2 separate regions of the Mus musculus genome follow, and region 1 is linked to region 2. A link is a contact called in public Hi-C data. All regions are on one chromosome and are shown on one strand. Each heading gives the region's core, a stretch centred on a gene start, on an enhancer-like site or on the middle of the called end of the contact. The rest is flanking DNA. Distances are from core to core; before and after follow the strand shown.

Region 1 (4,619 bases), core at 22-2,521, 180 kb before region 2:
GCAGAGCAGATGTCACAGTTGTCATGGCTGCAGACAGTCCCCTTGGTAGGAGGAGAACAGGATGCTATGGGATTCTCAGTTCCAGGTTCTCTGTGCCCGTGGAAGTGATCCCACGTGCTGGGATGTCTGTTGAGATCAAAGAATTTGCAGAAAGAAGAGAAGATTCTATAAACCACACCCTGGGGAAACTGAATTAAAAATATAATTCGATCTGGGAACAGAAGGAGTGTGCATTTCATAATGTTATCTTAGCGGTACTCTTAGTGGTGGCTGAGTCCTACAAGTGTGTTAATATATCCTTATTGCCAAAAAGAAAGAGCACAGACTGGGTCTGGGGTATGACCTGAAATGTCAAAAGGTGACGGAGGAAGGACTGCCGGAGACAGCTGGAGGAAAGCGACAACCCTACCATTTTCTCTGCAGTGAAGATGTTACTGGAAAGAGCACTGAAGTACCCATGTTAAATGAATACCATGCTTTCTCAGCCACACTTGGCCATGATACACTGTACGCAGAACTGGCCCCAGTGATGTTCTGCCTATGTCTGCTGTCAGCAGCCTTACACACACACACACACACACACACACACACCCTGCTCCCCATCCTGGCTTTAGGCGGTGGCGCTTGGGATGGTGGGGAATATGAATCAATCAGATTGTTGAAAGCGCTGAAGTTCACCCTCTCAGGATACGGCTGGAACCAAGTCCTAGTTAACCATCTGGGTGAATGAGACCACATGAAAGGAGACAGACATGCTAAGTGACAGCTAGCCAGCTACTAGACATATGAATTAGAGCATCTTACATCATCCAACTTCCAGCGGACCACAGACGCAAGGGAGAACACTGCCCCACCAGCCCGGAGCAGAGCAATTCCCCAGTTGACTCAAAGCCCCCTGAGCTAAGTGAAATGCAGTCTTGTCCCGCTGAGCTTTGAGGCCCTTGTTACACGGCAAAAGCTTAAATGATACACCAGGTAAATACCCGTGCTCGCCAACAGGAAAAGATGAAATCAAAAGGTAAATACAGGCTCCCGGGGAACGGAGTCAGCACAGTCCACCGTGTCTCTCCCACTAAGTGCGTCCATAAAACCTAAACACAGTGCCTACGGCGGCAGTCTCAAGACTAAGTAGTAGGAGGCAGATGAAAGGCCAGACTTGAGAGATCTGCCAGATCGGCAGTGTTTCCCATATTTTTCCCTTCAGAATCTTCCAGCCTAGATGCCTGACAGCAAGGAGCCTGTAAGCAGGCACCAGACACCAACACAGACCTGTAAATGACGCTTCTACTATGAACCAGAAACAGAGCGGAGACAGGAATGTGTAGCTCCAGTGGCTGCTATTCCCACTTTCTTTGTGGCTCCGTACTCCTGAGTAACAGACTTTGTGCAACGGGTACCGCAACCCCATAAACGTCTTTATGGAGAGAGAAACTACCCTCCCTGGTCGATCAGCTGTTATCCATGCTTAGCAAACACCAGTTTTGGTCTTGGACATTCAGCGTGAGTGGAAGAAATAGATGAAACAGGCTAGGCTAGGCTCCTGACTCTAACTATCAGACTAGAAGGGGGAGGCTAGAAAGCCAAACAGTAATAGAGGTTGCATAAACAGATCTCCTGAATTTCCCCATCCAATGTTTAAAATGTCAGCATTTCTGAAAGAGGAAAAGCGTGATACCGTAATAAATATTTGAGGATAATTGCAAGAAAATATCCCAAATTCAGCAAATGACAAGTTTAGCAACTCTAAATGTTCAAGTTTACTGATTGTAGTCTAGATAAGCCCAAAGAAACCCAAATCCAAGTACAGATAAACTGAAAGTTACAGACAAGAAAAACCGCTGGAAGCAGCCACAAACACAATCACAACACAAACACAATCCTCGCTTTTTGAGGCATACCAGCTCACCCTGTGGGGTACTCTGTCCAACTGTGGGGTGCTCCTTTCTCTCAGAGTCAGCAGCGCCTCCCAGCAGTGACACCCCAAGATGCAGACAATGCCAGATGTTTTCTTAGGCAAAATTGGCCACAGTTGAGAAATAATGATTTAAATTGGGTCTTCAATCCTGCAGAACAGGTATTTTTACTTTAAGGAATTGTTCTGGTTTAGTTTGATGATTTATAATCGTTGAGTTTATAAACTTAAAATAACAAACATGAGACAGTTTTTAAAAATTGCTTTTCATTTAAAGAAGCAAATTTTTAAAGTACTTTTTAGTACCAAATTTGTTTAGGTTTTGTTATTTACAAAAGATCACACCTAATCTAGTTTGGTTGGTTGGTTTTTGGTGTTTGGTTTGGTTTGATTTGATTTGGTTTGGTTTTTTGAGACAGGGTTTCTCTGTGTGGCCCTGCCTATCCTGAAACTCACTCTGTAAACCAGACTGGCCTTAGACTCACAGAGATCGACCTGCCTCTGACTCCCAAGTGCTGGGATTAAAGGCTTGCACTAACGCTGCCTAGATCAAGTTCATTTTTTAAAAGTCATAGATGGGCCAGGAAGATGGTTTAGTGGATCAGACACCTGCTGTGCAAATGTAAGGACCTGTGTTCACATCCCAAGAACCCACATGAAGCCCTATAGCCTGCATCTGTAACCCAGGTGTTTCTTTATCAAGATGGGAGGTGGAGAGAGGAATGCCTAGAAGTGTGTTCTTCTCTCTCTCTCTCTCTCTCTCTCTCTCTCTCTCTCTCTCTCTCTCTCTCTCTCTCTCTCTCTCTCTCTCTGTCCCCCTCTCCTCTTGCAGAGGATCTGGGTTTGGTTCTTAACCCCTGTGTGGTTGTTCACAGCTATCCGTAACCTTAATTCCAAGGGTTCCATTGCCGCCTTCCGACATCTGTAGATACCATCTGCACATACATACGTGTGCAGGCAAATATTCATAAAGTCAGTTAAGTAAGTTGAAAAGCAAAATTATCAAAACCAAAAACAGATGCAGGCTGGCAAGACAACTCAGCTGGTAAAGATGCTTGTTATCCATCCTGATGACCTGAGTTGGGTACCCAGAATCCACATGGTAGCAGGAGACAACCAGGCCTCACAGGTTCTCCTCCTACTTCTACCCACAGGGCTGTGTTTCTGTATAAAATCCATATGTTGTAAAAGCAAAAACAAACTCAGGGACAGGGTCTAAGGTGCTTTACTGTTTAAATGCATTACTGAGAGAAAACTGGAATGGGAAAAAGCTTGCCTACCCAGGAGAAGGCTTCGATGGCGCACGAATCCGGGAATAAAGTTTACCCTGCCATGAGAATTGTGACCGGGACATTTGTCCATCCTTCAGAAAATACCTTGTCCATATCAACTAGGAGTGAACTGCCTTGACTTCTGTTGTTTTAAAGATGTGTTAATATCCTTTTGCTGTTCTGTCCATCCAAATCAGAAATTCTTAAGATTTCCAACTCCATTACACGACTGTTCTTTGCCCAGTTAGGAAGGGATGGGGGACTCTAAACATTACTTCAGGTTCTTGGGCTCTTATTGATCACAGGGATGTAGATGAGGACTGATGCACCAGACAGGGCAGTTGCAAGTGTGTGCCCCCAAGTCTTCCCAGTATCTCTGCCTCTGCCCCATGAAATACAAAGCCAGTGTGTTAGCAGGAGCTGCAAACCACAGTTGTCTGGGAGACAAGGGAAACCCACCCTGGCTTCTTCAAATCATCCTATCCAAGGGACCAGTCATGGGGAATGCTAAGCACAGAGAAAGGAAGTCTTAACATAGGACACAGTAGCTGTCTCCAGACATTTGAAGCCTGCCCCACAGGTAGCCCCACTGCTCACGCTGCAAGGAGTTGAGAATATATGGTGGATTGTAAGTGGAAACGGGTGTTCACTTCTCCCCATAGCAGACCTAGCAATTATGCAGTCTGAGATCTGCCTCAGAAACAGTCTGCTGGGTTGCAGCTCTGCAGCGCTCTCCGGGATGGGACAGACTTCGGTCTCCTTAACGTACTGTTACAAAACACTCGTTTTGACTTCTGTTGGATTGGCTAAAACATTATCTGATTTGGAAAAATGATACAAAGACTGTTTCACCAGCGTTTGAAAAAGCAGAAAGTGGCTTCCTAAGATAAAGTAAGGGGACACTGAGCAGATGACACTGTCACAGCGACAGTAAGAGGTACCGATTATGGAATGCCCGGTGTGTGCCAGGCAGTCTGTCGCACACAAAACAATGGGCAGCTCATCTCATCCTTGCAATGAACATAGTGGGGCAGGCTCTGTAATATTTCCCACTGTAACGGTGAGGAAACAGCTCAGAAAAAAAAATAATAAATGAGATTTTCAGATGCTCTGACCCTGGTCCTCTCTTGAAGACTTGAATTTCTTGTTTGAATTTCTTGTTTTCTCTTTCAATTGGCTGTCATTCCCTGTGTATGACCCGCTAGCCATGAATGTTTGGCCTTTTTTTTTTTAATTTGGAGCTATGTTTTATTTTGTTTCATTGTTTTGATTTCTCTGGTTGTATTTAGTGAGCCAAGTTACAGGACTCTCTTTTTCTCTTCTCCTGCTCCTCCTCTGCCTGTCCTCGGGTTCGATGTCAGTTTAATGCTCTTTAACCACAGTGATTCTGAATGATGCTGTTGACCAGTATCGACTTCGCAGTCGGTGGCTCTCAA
Region 2 (4,354 bases), core at 1,385-3,884:
GAGACAAGGTCTCACTTTGTAACCCAGGCTGACCTTTAACCCCCATCCACCTGCTCCTGTGCGCAGCACCACTACAACAGTGCAGACTCACTTGACATGTGCTGAGCCGGTAGATGTTAATTAAGTGTTCTGACCACAGAGAGTGAGGGGGTGGAGGCCATGGACTCCCTTGCTCATGGTGTTCTTTTCATAACGCACAGTAAAACATCAACTTGGATATGCCAAGTACATACAATTTTTATTTGTCCATTATACTTTCAAAAAATTGTAAAGACTTCTCAGACCACGTTCCCTTTTGTTTTGTCTTTTGAGACAGGGTCTCACCATGCAACCCCAGCTGGCTTGGAACTTGCTCTATGGCCTCAAACTCACACCTGCCTCTAGCTCCTGAGTGGGCAGACTGAGGACAAGGACCACCATGCCCAAGCAAGGCTTCAAAAGATGTTAAAAATATGTATAATTGTTTCATTTTTGCTTCACAAAGAAACTTGTATGGATTCCAAAATACATGGTTACTGCTTTAAATCATAATTTTTCCCATTCTCTGATAATCATAATATCATGCATGCACCACTATTCAAAGACAAAACTTATACTGACTATTTACCTGAGCATTTAAGTTACAAAGGACTTAAGCATGTCATTTTTAGAACACTTACTCAGAAGGGAGGTCAGCCCTGGAGCCCCCAGTCATGTTTCACGGTATGACCTGAGAGATAGGCTCCCCTACAAGACAGCTGAGGTTCAAGCAGAACTCAGCACTTTATACAATAAGGACCACTTCACAGAAGCCAAGCCAGAGACAGGAAAGGACGTGTACAGGTTCGTAGACGTGGTGGCCAGTTCTTTTTACACAAAATCCTGGTGCATACAATTCAAACTTAGTGCAGACTTAGTTAGTTAGTTAGTTACTGGGATCCACATATGGACTTTAGGAAACCCAGTTGCTCTTTCTCATTCTATATATCTGGTACATACATACATACATACATATGGGGAGGATAATCCTATGGATGGGCTCAAACAACAATAAAGTTAAGAATCATGGTACCTGGGTCAATCATTGTTTTTATAGGGAGGAAGCCTAAAACATCTCAAACTGCCAGAATATTATCCACCTTCGATATTACTGCTAGAATGTATCATATATATGATATATATCAAATGCATACATGAATAGTCATCATATAAATAATATTTGTACATGCTTTGAATAAAGGATATATATACATATATATGTATATATATATATATACACACACACACACACACACACACACACACTCAATCTGGTTATTCAAGGCAGGTGTGTTCAGGTTTGAGACCCACCACCTCCCATAAAATGCATACCCAACTCACTACACTGTAGAAAACAGGACAGTAACCCTGTAATAGCAATTGCACCTTTGGGCCCATTAGAGAAAAACAGAGTAAAATCTCTGGCCACTTTTTACCAATAACTAAGTAACAATCATTTGAAAAGCTACAGGCCTTATCATCTCAGAAAGTCCTTTGCCCAGAGTGTTTACCAAACGTTCAGTATTCAGCGAGCTACCTGGCAATAGAAGGGGATCAACTCTATATGTAACGTACACTCTCACTCTCTTTGATGCCAGAGATGTGTATCCTTCACTCACGAAAGGCCCTCCAACTTGTAATAACTAAAGGGTCAAGAAGAAACCTAAGTATTACAACTGCCTATTCCAATTTTTTGGTAGTCAGCTATCATTTGTCATTATTATTAAAGGTAATACTTTGAATGCACAGCCCTTGGCTTTTATGAAGCCGACTGTTTCTTGTAGTGGTAGTCCTGCATCTTATTTTGAGGGTTAAAATTTACATGAGGACTAGCAGTGTTCACTATCCTGTCCCTTAACGCTTCTCCAGTTAAGGTTTTGCATAATTCCTGCCCTTCCTGGCCAGGATCTGAAGAGGGGACAGGACGCCCCTCTGTATAAGAGGCCAGACAAAATAGCATTTATTAACACACCTAGCTTCCATCGCCTGCTTTTGCTCCTCAGACCGCAGTGAGGTCTAACTAGTGAGTTAGAACGGGGACACAGAACTTGGTTAACTTGTCATTTATGAAACCAGTCCATGCACGGTGCAAAACCGTAAACCCACGGGGTTTGGAGCATGCCCAGGGAAGAGCATCCTCCCAGTCCACCTAGGCAGCGATGGCACAGGCCGGTGGGCGGAGCTTGCGGCACACTAGGGAAGAAGGGGCACCGGTGGGAGGAGACCTGGGCAGAGTGGAGCCTGCCGCTGGGAGTGACGAGGCACCCAAGCCAAGCAGACCAGGCAGCGCACCCCCTTTCCTTCCTCCTCAGGGGCAGGGGCGGGGCGGAGGTACCTAGTTTCTGCCCCAGGTAGGTGAGGCTGTGATAGACCTTCTCAGCCGCGGCCAGGTGCGCCAAGGCCGCCAGCAGCGACAGCCAGCTGCCCCCCGCGCTCTTGTTGGCCTCTCGTTCCTTCTCCACATTGTCCTTGGCCTTGTCGTAAGAGAAGATACCCAGGTGAGAGAAGAACGTCTCCAGCACCGCCTGTTCCACCGGCACCGGGGCGGCTAGCGGGATAGACTCCCCCATGCGACCTGCGCGCCAGCTCCACCCACGTGGCTCCGCTCGCACTTCCGGGTTCTGAGGGGGACGCGCGTGCGCAGCTGCGTGCGTGCGCGTGCCCGCGGCGGGGCGGGCGAGCCGGCTGGCGGCGGGATGCTCCCGGGGCTCGCAGAGGGCGTGGCGGAGGTGAAAGGTGGAGGTGGCTACCAAGCCTAGGAACCTGAGCTTCCAGAGCCAGAGACCTGCAGCGGAGCCACCTCCAGCCCCGGGACGTCTCCTGCCCTCCGGAGGCCCCTGGAGGCCAGCGCCTTAGCGCGGATGACGTCACACGGGCTTGACGTCAGCTCTTGCGTGTCCATCAGAGCCAGAAGCCTTATCAGCCCTTACACCACCAAGGTTGTCAGATGGAAGCCAGACAGGAGTTCATAGCTAGTCGCCTAGTTTTCAAACCGACACACGCCATCAGTTAACATACCTGGCTAAGTCAGATCTGCATGAGTCGGTCAGCTTCCAGAGCTACAACTCTCTTCAGAGTTGCCCATCCATCTCCAACTCCATGAAGCTTCCTTGCGGGGGTTCTCAGAGTCAGGAATGACTTCCCATGAAATCGGTGCATTTTGTCATGCAGTTTCTTCACACGTTCATACGACATTTAAGAACACTAAACCATCTCAGCTCACAAGTGTGCTTTGAAATATTTCACGTATAAATTGTACGAATTAGAGAGTTTCACTGGGACATTTCCACGCATGAATATATCATGCTTTGACCATGTCCATCTCTCCTTCTCTCTCTTACACTCCTCTCTTCATCTTCCTTTGGCTTTCTTCCCAGTCCCTAAAAGTCCTTCTTCTCACATAATGCAAACCTAGGAAAAATAGTCACAGGGTATGCCAGACAAAGGGCTAATGTTTTAAGTTTTAATGGGCCAAGATCTCTTTCTAACCAGTAAAAACGAGAGGTTATGGACCTGTTGAGATGACTGTGTAGGGGCACTCGCTGCCCTGCCTGAGGCTCTGAGTCAGATGCTAGAAACCTACATGAGGAGTGCTGAGTCCTGCACGTTATCCCCTGACTTCCACATGAGCACGCAGGTATACTCACACAAAAACACGTGTTTGAAAGGCTATGTACATACTAGTCTCAAGAGAAATATGAAATGCAATTTTTATACCCAATTGAACCATTCAAAAGAATGCAGGCTAACTACTATACTCCTTATGAAGTGAAACTTCTTTCTGCTGAAGGGTCTGTGTAGAGAGAGTTGGTCTTGAATAGTCCGAGGCCTCTGCCTACTGTGTGTCAATGATACCCAGACCCAAAATAAGTTTCAAATATTGTTATGTGGGCTGGAGAGATGGCTCAGCAGTTAAGAGCACTGACTGTTCTTCTGGAGGTCCTGAGTTCAAATCCCGGCAACCACATGGTGGCTCACAACCATCTGTAATGAGATCAGACGCCCTCTTCTGGTGTGTGTGAAGACAGCTACAGTGTACTTACATATAATAAATAAATAAATCTTTGGGCCAGAGTGAGTGGGGCTGGAACAAGCAGGAATGTGTGTGTGTGTGTGTGTGTGTGTGTGTGTGTGTGTGTGTGTGTGTTGTAGGGGCATGTGTTCACATGAGTGTGTGCCTGTGTGTTTGAGTGCACATACTCAGTATGTGCTTTCATGTAGAGACCGGATATTATTGTTTCAGGTGTCTTTCTTAATTTTCCCCTCCCTTTTTCTTTAACACGGGTCACTCGTTGAGCCTAGAGCCCACAGATTGTTTAGGTTAGCTAGCCTATGA

What was found. Hi-C and Micro-C count contacts between places; a contact is called where the count stands out from the background.
Region 1: a contact with region 2 is called in a Hi-C map of the N1E-115 cell line, with 3 times the contacts expected there. The contact joins the enhancer-like site here to the promoter of BC048403 in region 2. A contact is called at or near these places in 4 of 39 promoter capture datasets (the 3T3-L1 cell line, 3T3-L1-derived adipocytes and hippocampal neurons), 2 of 484 Hi-C or Micro-C datasets (the N1E-115 cell line and nephron progenitors) and 1 of 115 datasets of contacts at active chromatin or transcription factors (the NIH/3T3 cell line).

What each region holds. Positions count from the first base shown.
Region 1 is chr10:121,912,168-121,916,786 of GRCm38.p6, reverse strand. All of the region lies in intron 3 of Srgap1 (SLIT-ROBO Rho GTPase activating protein 1), which reads left to right. Among named protein-coding and RNA genes, the nearest start is that of Gm51787, 64 kb to the left of the region's middle. Within about 2 kb of position 1,271, at least 15 of the 459 cell types and tissues checked have an H3K27ac peak or open chromatin away from gene starts, as enhancers often do. A contact at or near this core is called in the N1E-115 cell line, where this site is marked.
Region 2 is chr10:121,738,210-121,742,563 of GRCm38.p6, reverse strand. It overlaps BC048403 (cDNA sequence BC048403), which reads right to left and starts at 2,634. Exons shown (of 3, transcript NM_173022.3): 1 at 2,354-2,634. The coding sequence starts at 2,588.